Regions from separate parts of the Mus musculus genome. Here regions 1 and 2 are each linked to region 3. A link is a contact called in public promoter capture Hi-C data. All regions are on one chromosome and are shown on one strand. The core of a region is the stretch at or near the end of the contact, and the rest is flanking DNA. Distances in the headings are between cores, read along the strand shown. Region 1 overlaps Mcu (mitochondrial calcium uniporter). Region 2 holds the start of Mcu (mitochondrial calcium uniporter). Region 3 overlaps Micu1 (mitochondrial calcium uptake 1).

The links. Promoter capture Hi-C pulls out the DNA fragments that hold promoters and counts their contacts. Capture Hi-C pulls out chosen DNA fragments and counts their contacts.
Region 1: a contact with region 3 is called in a promoter capture Hi-C map of liver. The contact joins two enhancer-like sites. A contact is called at or near these places in 1 of 484 Hi-C or Micro-C datasets (nephron progenitors) and 3 of 9 other capture datasets (adipose tissue, embryonic stem cells and liver).
Region 2: a contact with region 3 is called in a promoter capture Hi-C map of liver, with 2.4 times the contacts expected there. The contact joins the promoter of Mcu here to the enhancer-like site in region 3. A contact is called at or near these places in 5 of 39 promoter capture datasets (the 3T3-L1 cell line, 3T3-L1-derived adipocytes, hippocampal neurons and 2 more), 5 of 115 datasets of contacts at active chromatin or transcription factors (bone marrow-derived macrophages, double positive thymocytes, embryonic stem cells and 2 more) and 3 of 9 other capture datasets (adipose tissue, liver and pancreatic islet).

What each region holds. Positions count from the first base shown.
Region 1 is chr10:59,536,415-59,539,315 of GRCm38.p6, reverse strand. The region is part of intron 1 of Mcu (mitochondrial calcium uniporter); the gene reads left to right. Among named protein-coding and RNA genes, the nearest start is that of Gm40671, 38 kb to the left of the region's middle. Within about 2 kb of position 1,560, at least 75 of the 459 cell types and tissues checked have an H3K27ac peak or open chromatin away from gene starts, as enhancers often do. A contact at or near this core is called in liver, where this site is marked.
Region 2 is chr10:59,615,433-59,618,132 of GRCm38.p6, reverse strand. Mcu (mitochondrial calcium uniporter) reads left to right here and starts at 1,441. Exons shown (of 8, transcript NM_001033259.4): 1 at 1,441-1,609. The coding sequence starts at 1,463.
Region 3 is chr10:59,767,220-59,770,293 of GRCm38.p6, reverse strand. It overlaps Micu1 (mitochondrial calcium uptake 1), which reads right to left. Exons shown (of 12, transcript NM_144822.3): 6 at 2,042-2,156. Among named protein-coding and RNA genes, the nearest start is that of Gm17059, 31 kb to the left of the region's middle. Within about 2 kb of position 1,708, at least 8 of the 459 cell types and tissues checked have an H3K27ac peak or open chromatin away from gene starts, as enhancers often do. A contact at or near this core is called in liver, where this site is marked.

The DNA of each region.
Region 1 (2,901 bases), core at 311-2,810, 230 kb after region 3:
ATTCTAGGATGCACAGGCAGGGGTGGCCCTTGTTCTCCCTCACCTAGAGTTCTCCTGCCCCTAGCTCAGTGGTTCAGGACCTTCCTCGTCCCGTGACCCCTTAATAAAGTTCCTCATGTTGTGCTGACCCCCAGCCACAACACTATTTTTGTTGCTACTCCATAACTGTAATCTTGGATAATAGAGGGTTTTGTCAGAGGGATCGCGACCCCCAGGTTGAGAACCACTGTTGTAGCTGCTAGGCATGCAGCTGCCCTTGCGTGATCCAGCAGGAGAATCTCCTCAGCTCCCTCACACAGTGAGCGGAACGCCTGGTGGTGGCCGCCTCTCCAGACAACCCTGCCTGCGCTGCTGCCAGTCAGGGCTTTCCTCATAACCTTGGTGCTTCTGCGGCAAGGTTAGTGGTTGAGCTTACCACACTTGTCATCTCTGCCTTCACACACCATCCTGATTCCTCCCCAGCCACCCCTCCCACTGGGGTCCCGTAAAGTTGCAGGTGGTATGCAGAGACTGAGGGTGACATTTTAAAAACACACCAGAGTTTTGTTTTTGTTTTTATTTTAAATGGTCATAATAGAAACCCCAGTGTCTAAAAACATTCTGTGACCGTCACATTTAGTGGCAGCTTAGAGGAAACTGAATATGAAAGAGCCAGAGGTACTCTAGGGAGGCACGCTTGCTCAGTAGCTATTTATCTGGGGTTGAGATGAGCTGCTTTTATGTGTTGGTATGTAGTCAAGAATTGCGTTTTCTTTCTCACTTTGAGTGTCTATGTAAATTCTCCAAGTGGAAATGAAGCTCCATTTATCTCCGAGTGTCCCCGGGCCAGGCTTCTGTAAGACCTCACAAGGCTGCGGGTTTTCATCTTATTTTAATTTGCAAGAAAAGCACTATAATGCATGTGTAGCCATTTATTTTAATCTAGTGTCAGTTGTCGGTGTAATCATGGAAATGAATGAAGGGATCCCTGAGACAAAGGAGGTTTTTATAGAAATCAAAGGAGCGTTGCTCAGCAACTCTTAATTAATAGTTGTTTACTGACTGTGTATTCCAGGGACATGTCGAGCAATTTAGGGATCCTGAAGAAAATAGCCACTTCCTCCACTCCAAGCCGCTTCTCTCCAGTTTGAGAGGAGAGTTACAAGACTCAAGGAAGGCAGTTTACTACAGTGAACACACAAGATGACAGATCGCCAGTGTGGTAGCACATACCTTAAATCCCAGCCCTCAGAAGACAGAGGCAGGCAGCTCTCTGAGTTCGAGGCCAGTCTGGCCTACGTAGTGAGTTCCAGAGAGCCAGAGCTACATAGTGAGACCCTGTCTTAAAAAATAAAATAAAATAAAATAAAATAAAATAAAGACACTTTAGTAGACTGATCTGTTGAGAGATCATTTCAGTAGGTATGAATTGCAGAGTCAGAGGCAACACCAGTTTGTAGTCCCGGCTGGCTGTGGGGTTTTGGCAGGGTTGGTTCAATAGCTGGGCTGCTGTGGACTGCACTGGAATGTTAGGGAGTAGCCAGCCATTGTTTACTCTCCTCCCAATGAGTCACATCGTGGGAAGAGCTGTGCTTAGAATCAGATGTGTCTGATTTCAGTCACGGGCTGCTCTCTGCCCTGTGCCCGCCCTGGGTGTCAGTGTTTATAGAAAGGGTAAGGATGATAGTTACAGGTCACAGGAGGGTTGGGATTAAATTATGCAGAAGCACGCACATACAGTGTCCCCAGCTTTCCGACTAAGTGCAGCCTTCCTGAAGACATGATGCGTGGGCAGAGACGTCTGCAGCGTTAGTTGTCTCCTTGCTACCTGCTTTCGTCCACACCAGTAAGCTCAGGTTTCCCTACCTTCTTTTAGAAGTCACCATGGACTGGACCTCACATGGCCAAACGCAAGGACATGCGTATGTAGGAAGGGAGGGATTGTTCAAGGGACGTATTCTTAAGCATTCAATAAACTTTTCCCAAGTTTAACACTATAAACGACCTTTATATCAAGTTGAAGAAAATATAAATTGAAAGACAATTATGCTGAGTTTGCACCTTGTGGCACAGAATGTGTGCCTGTTTTGGGCCTGGCTGGGGTGCGATGGGGAAAGGCCATCTATTCTTTTTTTTTTCTTTTTTTTAAGATTTATTTATTTATCTTATGTGTATGAGTACACTGTAGCTGTCTCCAGACACACCAGAAGAGGGCATTGCATCCCATTACAGATGGTTGTGAGCCACCATGTGGGTGCTGAGAATTGAACTCAGGACCTCTGGAAGAACAGTCAGTGTTCTTAACTGCTGAGCCATCTCTCCAGCCCCAGAAAAAAAGCCTTCTTTAGCCTCTCCAGCCCACAGTAATCTTTCCTTACTGAAAATTTCATTTCTCTTGGTTGTATAAATTTGACTGAACTGACCCCCCCCACACACACACTTCAGTATTGTTACAATTCAAGGTATATCTTTTTATACATGTATCCTGACTTGCTCAATAGATCATGGCCACTTAGCAATCACTGACCTTGTGGTTTTAAAAGATGTTTTTATTATTATTATTATTATTATTATTATTTGAGTATTTTATACCACATCCATGCCCAATGCTAAAGGAGGTGTTTTGCTTCCATGTGGGTACTGGGAATTGAACCTGGGTCCTTTGCAAGAATAAGTGCTCTTGACTACTGGGCCAACTCTCCCCAATACTTTGAACTTGTGTTTTAATCTTCTATTTACTTGATGGTTCATCAGTGATACTTTGTACATAATAGGCACTTGGGTTGATCATCCCTTCTCCTTGAGGCTAGTGATTATAATTGTCAGGAAGCAAGAACAAACCCTGCTTATTCATTCAGTAAGTATCCAGGTCCGCCCTAAACAAACAGCAGTTGAATTCGAGTGTATACCTCTAGTTGGCTA
Region 2 (2,700 bases), core at 192-2,691, 150 kb after region 3:
AGTAGAGGAACTGCAGGTTTCCTTTGTTACACCACATTCAACGAACCATTGCTAGGAACTTAGTTTCTTGTGTAGTGGTTCTCAACCCTCCTAATGTTGTGACCCCTTAATACATTTCCTCATACTGTGGTGACCTTAAACCATAACACTGTTTTTGTTGCTATCTCATATCTGTAATTTTACCACTGCTTTGAATCATAATGTAAATACCTGTGTTTTAGGATAGCCTTGGGAAACTCTTGTGAAAAAAACTTTTGACGCAAAGGGTCGCGACCCATCGGTTGAGAAACCTTGTCCTGTGGCAAGTCGTGTTTTCAAGAGAAAGTTGAGTGAGGTCAGTCCAAGCCAGGCATGATGGTTCATGCTTGTGATCATAGCACTCAGGAGGCTGAGGCAGGACGATCATAAGTTCAAGGCTAGCCTCAGGATGTAGTATGACTTAATCTCAACAAAAATCCGAAGTACTACAACAAAACAACAACAACAACAAAAAGGGTAATTCTACGCTGGGTGTGATGGTCCATACCTATAACCCCCAGCACTGGGGATGGTGAGGTTGGAGGTGAGTTTGAGGTCATCCTGGGCTACATAGAGCATTGCCGGTCAGGCTGGGCAACATAATGACAGTCCCCCGTATCCCCGACCCCCCCGCAAAAAAAAGTTATTCTCAACTGTGTTCTACTTGCTATCTTAGCAAAATTATGAAACTTGGTTCATCTTTACATGGCTTTATTACATTGCTGGCGTCTTCTGTTTTTGTAGTTTATTTTAAAAGGGAGACCAAGGTCAAACATGGTAACGAACAGTGTTGCTTTTAGAGAGGAATGCGGATCTAAGGGTGCTGGGGAAAAGAATCAGATGTTTCAATTGTGTAGCGTTCTGTTCATTCAGCCCAATGGCAGGTACTCATCCTGGGAGTTTGAAGCTACAACCATTCTACCTAATACCATGCTACACAGCACTGCCATTGGATAACTTTACAATTCAGGGTTAGTCTCGGCACATCCAAATGCTATCTGTTATGGATGCTAACTTTAGACATGCGGTCGAGAGTTGTAGCCAACCTCCTTAAAATGACCAGTTGGGTGCTTAGGCAGACAACTTAGAACACTCAGAACTCAACTCGGAACAAGCTCTGCACAGGTATCTATTTCCCCTAGCTCTCTTATCAAGTCACTTGGTAAAGATTAGCCAAATCGAACGGGCAATCCCTTACTGCTCCATTCCCAGAGGCTCGAACGCCAGAGACCGGTCCCCTAGAATTTGCCCGTAAGGTAACTCTGGAAGTGACAGACAGCCCGAAGCCGGGATTCTCCCGCCTTTTGATTGGACTTTGCAGGAAGCCCCGCCTCAGAGGCTTGACTCAGGACTGCAATTGGCCTAGTGAGGCTGAGTGGCGGGTCTTGGCCACGCCCCTGCCGTCCGCTGCGCTGCCTGGGCCAGCGCCGTTTCCAGTTGAGAGATGGCGGCCGCCGCAGGTAGATCGCTCCTGCTGCTGCTCTGCTCCCGGGGCGGCGGCGGGGGCGCCGGCGGCTGCGGAGCGCTGACTGCCGGCTGCTTTCCCGGGCTGGGCGTCAGCCGCCACCGGCCGCACCAGCAGCACCGGACGGTGAGCGAGCGCGGCTCCGGGGAGGGCGGGGCGGCGTGGGGAGCCGCGGGCAGGCCGGGGCGCCCGGCGACTTCCCTCAACTCGCGGCCGCCCCGGGGTGGCGGGCCACCGAGCCGCCGTGTCCTTCAGCGCCTGCGGCGGCGGCGGAGAAGGCAGGGCGGGCGGGAGGCAGGAGAGGAGGAGGAGGGGCGACAGCAGGGATGTTCCCGCAGGACTGGGGACGCCAGGGCGGGGAAGGCACGGGACTTGAACCTCTCCCTGACCCGCCTCCGGGCTCGGTCCCTCCTTCCGTCGTTTCTGACAGCTTTGCTCCAATGCTCCCGAACTGAGCCCGGTGCAAGTTGTCCCCTTCTCACCTCCTCTGGGCGGGTTGGAGCGTCCGGAGTTGCCGCGGTTGCCGGTGTGTCAGGAGAGTGGCAGTGCCATGCTGCTGGGAACTGTCCCCGGAGAGCACCCCGGGACCCCAGGAGGCTGCTGCCTCGCCCTCTCCCGGCCCCCTAGGAACACGCAGGGAGGAAAATCAAACTTTATCCTTCTCTGATCAGGTCCCCTGCCTGTGCGTGTTCTGCTTCCTCGAGGTGGATGCTGCATTGCTTCAGGAGGCAAACACCATCCCCTCGGGTTCTTAAAGATCCCGGTGGTCCCTTCCGAGGGTTGTGCACGCGTGCCCAAAGGAAGGGCAGCAGGCACAAGAGAGGCGGCATGGCAAGTTGTTCACAGAGGGAGAGATTTAGTGATTCCATTAATCAGTTCTTGCCGGGTTTCATTGCTTGGCAAAGAAGGAATTCTGTCAGTAGCCCAGGGGCGTGTGTATGTGTAGTGTTGGCGGTATGGTACCTGAGCTTGGCATGGAGTTCTTGACCTAACAGGTCAGCAGGTTCCCTTCCTTTGGACTTTCGAGGCCCATATGTGTTGGTCTCTGGCCAACTCTTGAGAGAACAAGTGTAGGTTTAATTTCATAAGGTGAACTTGTGTAGTGTGATGAGAAGGCTCACTGCAGCTGGCCCAATAGAGAAGGTGCTGCCTTCAGCCCGTGCATCATGATCTGTCTTGTTCTGTTTCCCTGTCTCCTAAGAGGAAAGGACTAGAGC
Region 3 (3,074 bases), core at 459-2,958:
CGCACCATCTGCGGCATGCTTTCCCTGGCAGCTTGCTGGATAAAGTGGAAAACACAGTGTCCAGCATTAAGATTGTAAGGATGCTTGGGCTGCCATCAGAGCCCTGCTGCAGCTCAGCCTTAGGGAAAGAGAGGCGGCGAGTGAGTTCCAGCTACACCGCAGACACTGAGAGCTGGGCAGCCAGGCGCAGGAGCCCAGAGGCTGCTCAGTTTAGGCTCTTACCAGAAAATGGCTACTCCTTCACGTTGGGACTAGGGGTACGTTCTGAAACATTTTGTATACCGAGTCTCTTCACCTGTAAAACGAAGGCAACAACAGGGCATGCTCCAGGCTGAAGTGTGGGAAACGTCTACATCACCAGTTCATCTGAAGAGCATCACAAGGAATCTGAGCAGGAGAAAACTTCCAAATGGGTGTGTGCGGGGGTAGGGGGTGGGGTGGGGTGTGTGTGTGTGTGTGTGTGTGTGTGTGTGTGTGTGCGTGTATGTGTGTGTGCGTGTGAGCTCAACGAGGGGCTGGAAAGACAGCCCAGAGGTTAGGGCATTTGCTTTTATAGAGGTTCAGGGTTGAGCTCTCAGCAGCCACAATGAGTGGCACACACACATATATTCAGGTATATAGACATACCCAGAAAATGATTTGTATTCTTTAAAAATGAGTCAAGGTGTGGGCTGGGTGTGACAAGGCACACTCCTTTAGTCCCAGTACTAGGGAGGCAGAGGCAGGAAGATCTCTGTGACTTGGAGGCCAGCCTGGTCTATAGAGTGAGTGCCATGATAGCCAAGGACACACAGAGAAACCCTGTCTCAAAAGAAGGAAAAAAAAAAAAAGAAAGAAAGAAAGAAAAAGAAAAGAAACCAATGCCAAGGTATGCTTATTTTGGGGTTGTCGTCACTATGTTAATGGGCATTTTCATTGTAGCACTGGGCTGCCACATACATTCTTCCTGCAGTGGCACCCACAGGGTCCTGTGACAAGGCAGAAGTCTTCTCTCCCTTGTTAGCAGTTACACTGAAGGAGTAAGGCTGAAGTAGTTGGTCACGGCAGGAATTGTCTTCCGTCTGTTAAAACCCATACGCTGGGCACAGTGGTGTAGAATGGCGGATACTTTCAGGTTGAGACAGGGGCATTCCAAGTTTGAGGGCAGCCTAGGCTATATAAAGAGACCCAGTCTCAAAGCCACCACATGATTCAGGGTTTTATCTTTTAAAGAAACTCAGCTGTGTGGCAGGAGAGGAGATAAGGTGAGGAGATGAGGTGAGGGAGAGATGGCCGTCTCTCTCCTAGCTGGAAGAGCACTCGGAATCCCTTTGTTAACATTGTGTCGGAACTCCGGTCCACTATGGGTATTTTCTTTTGCAGTGTTGGGGCTGAACCTAGGACTGTGCCGTGCTAGGCCAATCCTCCACCTCTGCCCTACAGTTGCCTACAACTCTGGCCTGAGTTACATTTTAACAGACTACACAGAGAGCTATGAACATTTTGTTTGGTTTTTCTGATGATTACAATTCACACTAAGAGAAAGAGCCAGAGTTGCATATCCTAGATAGTTTAACATTTAAAAACTTACCTGTGTTCTCCATAAGTGAAAACTGAGCTTTGAGTCTCTAGAAATACCATTCCAAGATTAATAAGTGACCACTCAACATGGGCAGGACAACGGAGCCAGGTTTCCTTAGGGGAGGAAACGCCACGTGGAAATGGAATGTGCAGAGCGGCACCACGCCGTGACAGTTGTGACAGTCACCGTGTGCATCTGGTCCTCACCGAACACAGAGCCCAGTGACAGCAGGGGCAAATCAGCAGGCTGTCAGCTTTAAAAATTCTACCTTGACACCTTAGGTTTTCTTTTCCTTTCAAGAGAGTTTACACCCAAATTACAGAAGAAAAACAAACAAAACAAAACAAAACAAATGGAATCTTGTAGGATTTACAGTCCGCTAACTGTAAGCTAGGGGCTGTTTTCCAGCTAATCAGCTGAGCCGTTTCTGCATTTCTTGGTGCTCCTTACAGACAGACAGGATGGGAAGATGATACTCACTGGAGAGGACTGTTGTGAGGAAGATGTAGTCAGAGAAGGAGATGAGCCCACACTCTCCAAGGCTGTAGAAGATGCTGCCTTCATCAGCAAATTTTTCTCGTTCCTGGGCAATTTTCTAGCAGGGGCACAGGTCCCAGCAAGAAACAGAAAAGATACGACTGAATCAGAACACAGGCAGGGAGAACGGACGACATTTATCCCAGTTCCCTCGTCCCCTAAGCACTTCTAGGACGGCCATTCAAAATCCATGGATCCTTTACAGTTTTTAAGCTAATGAAGATTCCAAGACAAGAGGTCATTTGTTCTTCACGTAAACACCGGGTTCATTGAAATTTGAAGATGTTTTCAGTTTTTTCCTGCCATCGAACACATGGCCTAACTTCAGAACTGTGTCACTTTTAGAACACCTGGCATCACTCTTAAGACTATTATTTGGTGGTATAAAGGAAAAAAAAAAAAAAAACAACCAAAGAAAAGAGAAAGCTAAAACTGGTTCCAACTGGCCAATCAATCAATCAAATTAAAAAATCATACTGTTGGTGATCTTGAAGCAGAGGGAAGGCAGCTGTTCTCAAGGCCATATATACGCTTCTGAAATACTAATTTTAAACTTTCCTTTTGGAGTCTTAATCTTAATCTAGAACACAGAAGAGTATTTAGGATAAAGAATATTCTGAAGTGTAATCCGGAAACGGACTTTTGCATTATCATTATGTTAGCGGATGCTACTGAGTTTCAGCTGTTTGATGGAAATAAGCCGCTTCCAGACTCAGCTCTTGCTCCCAGTGTACACTCCCTTCCTTTACTCAAGAGTCACGCAGGCCAGTTCTTAGTTCCAGTAACAGCCTGCTGGACGCACTGTTTCCTGGTCTCTGAATTCCTCATTGAAGGTACTTTCAAAAACTGCAAAGGATCCACCAGAGGGCTGCACTTGAAACAAAGTCCGTAAGTTCTGGACCAACCACAGGCACTTAAGGAAATATTTATTCTGTGCACCGAGGGGGCAAAAAGAAAGAGGTTTTAAGAATTCAAA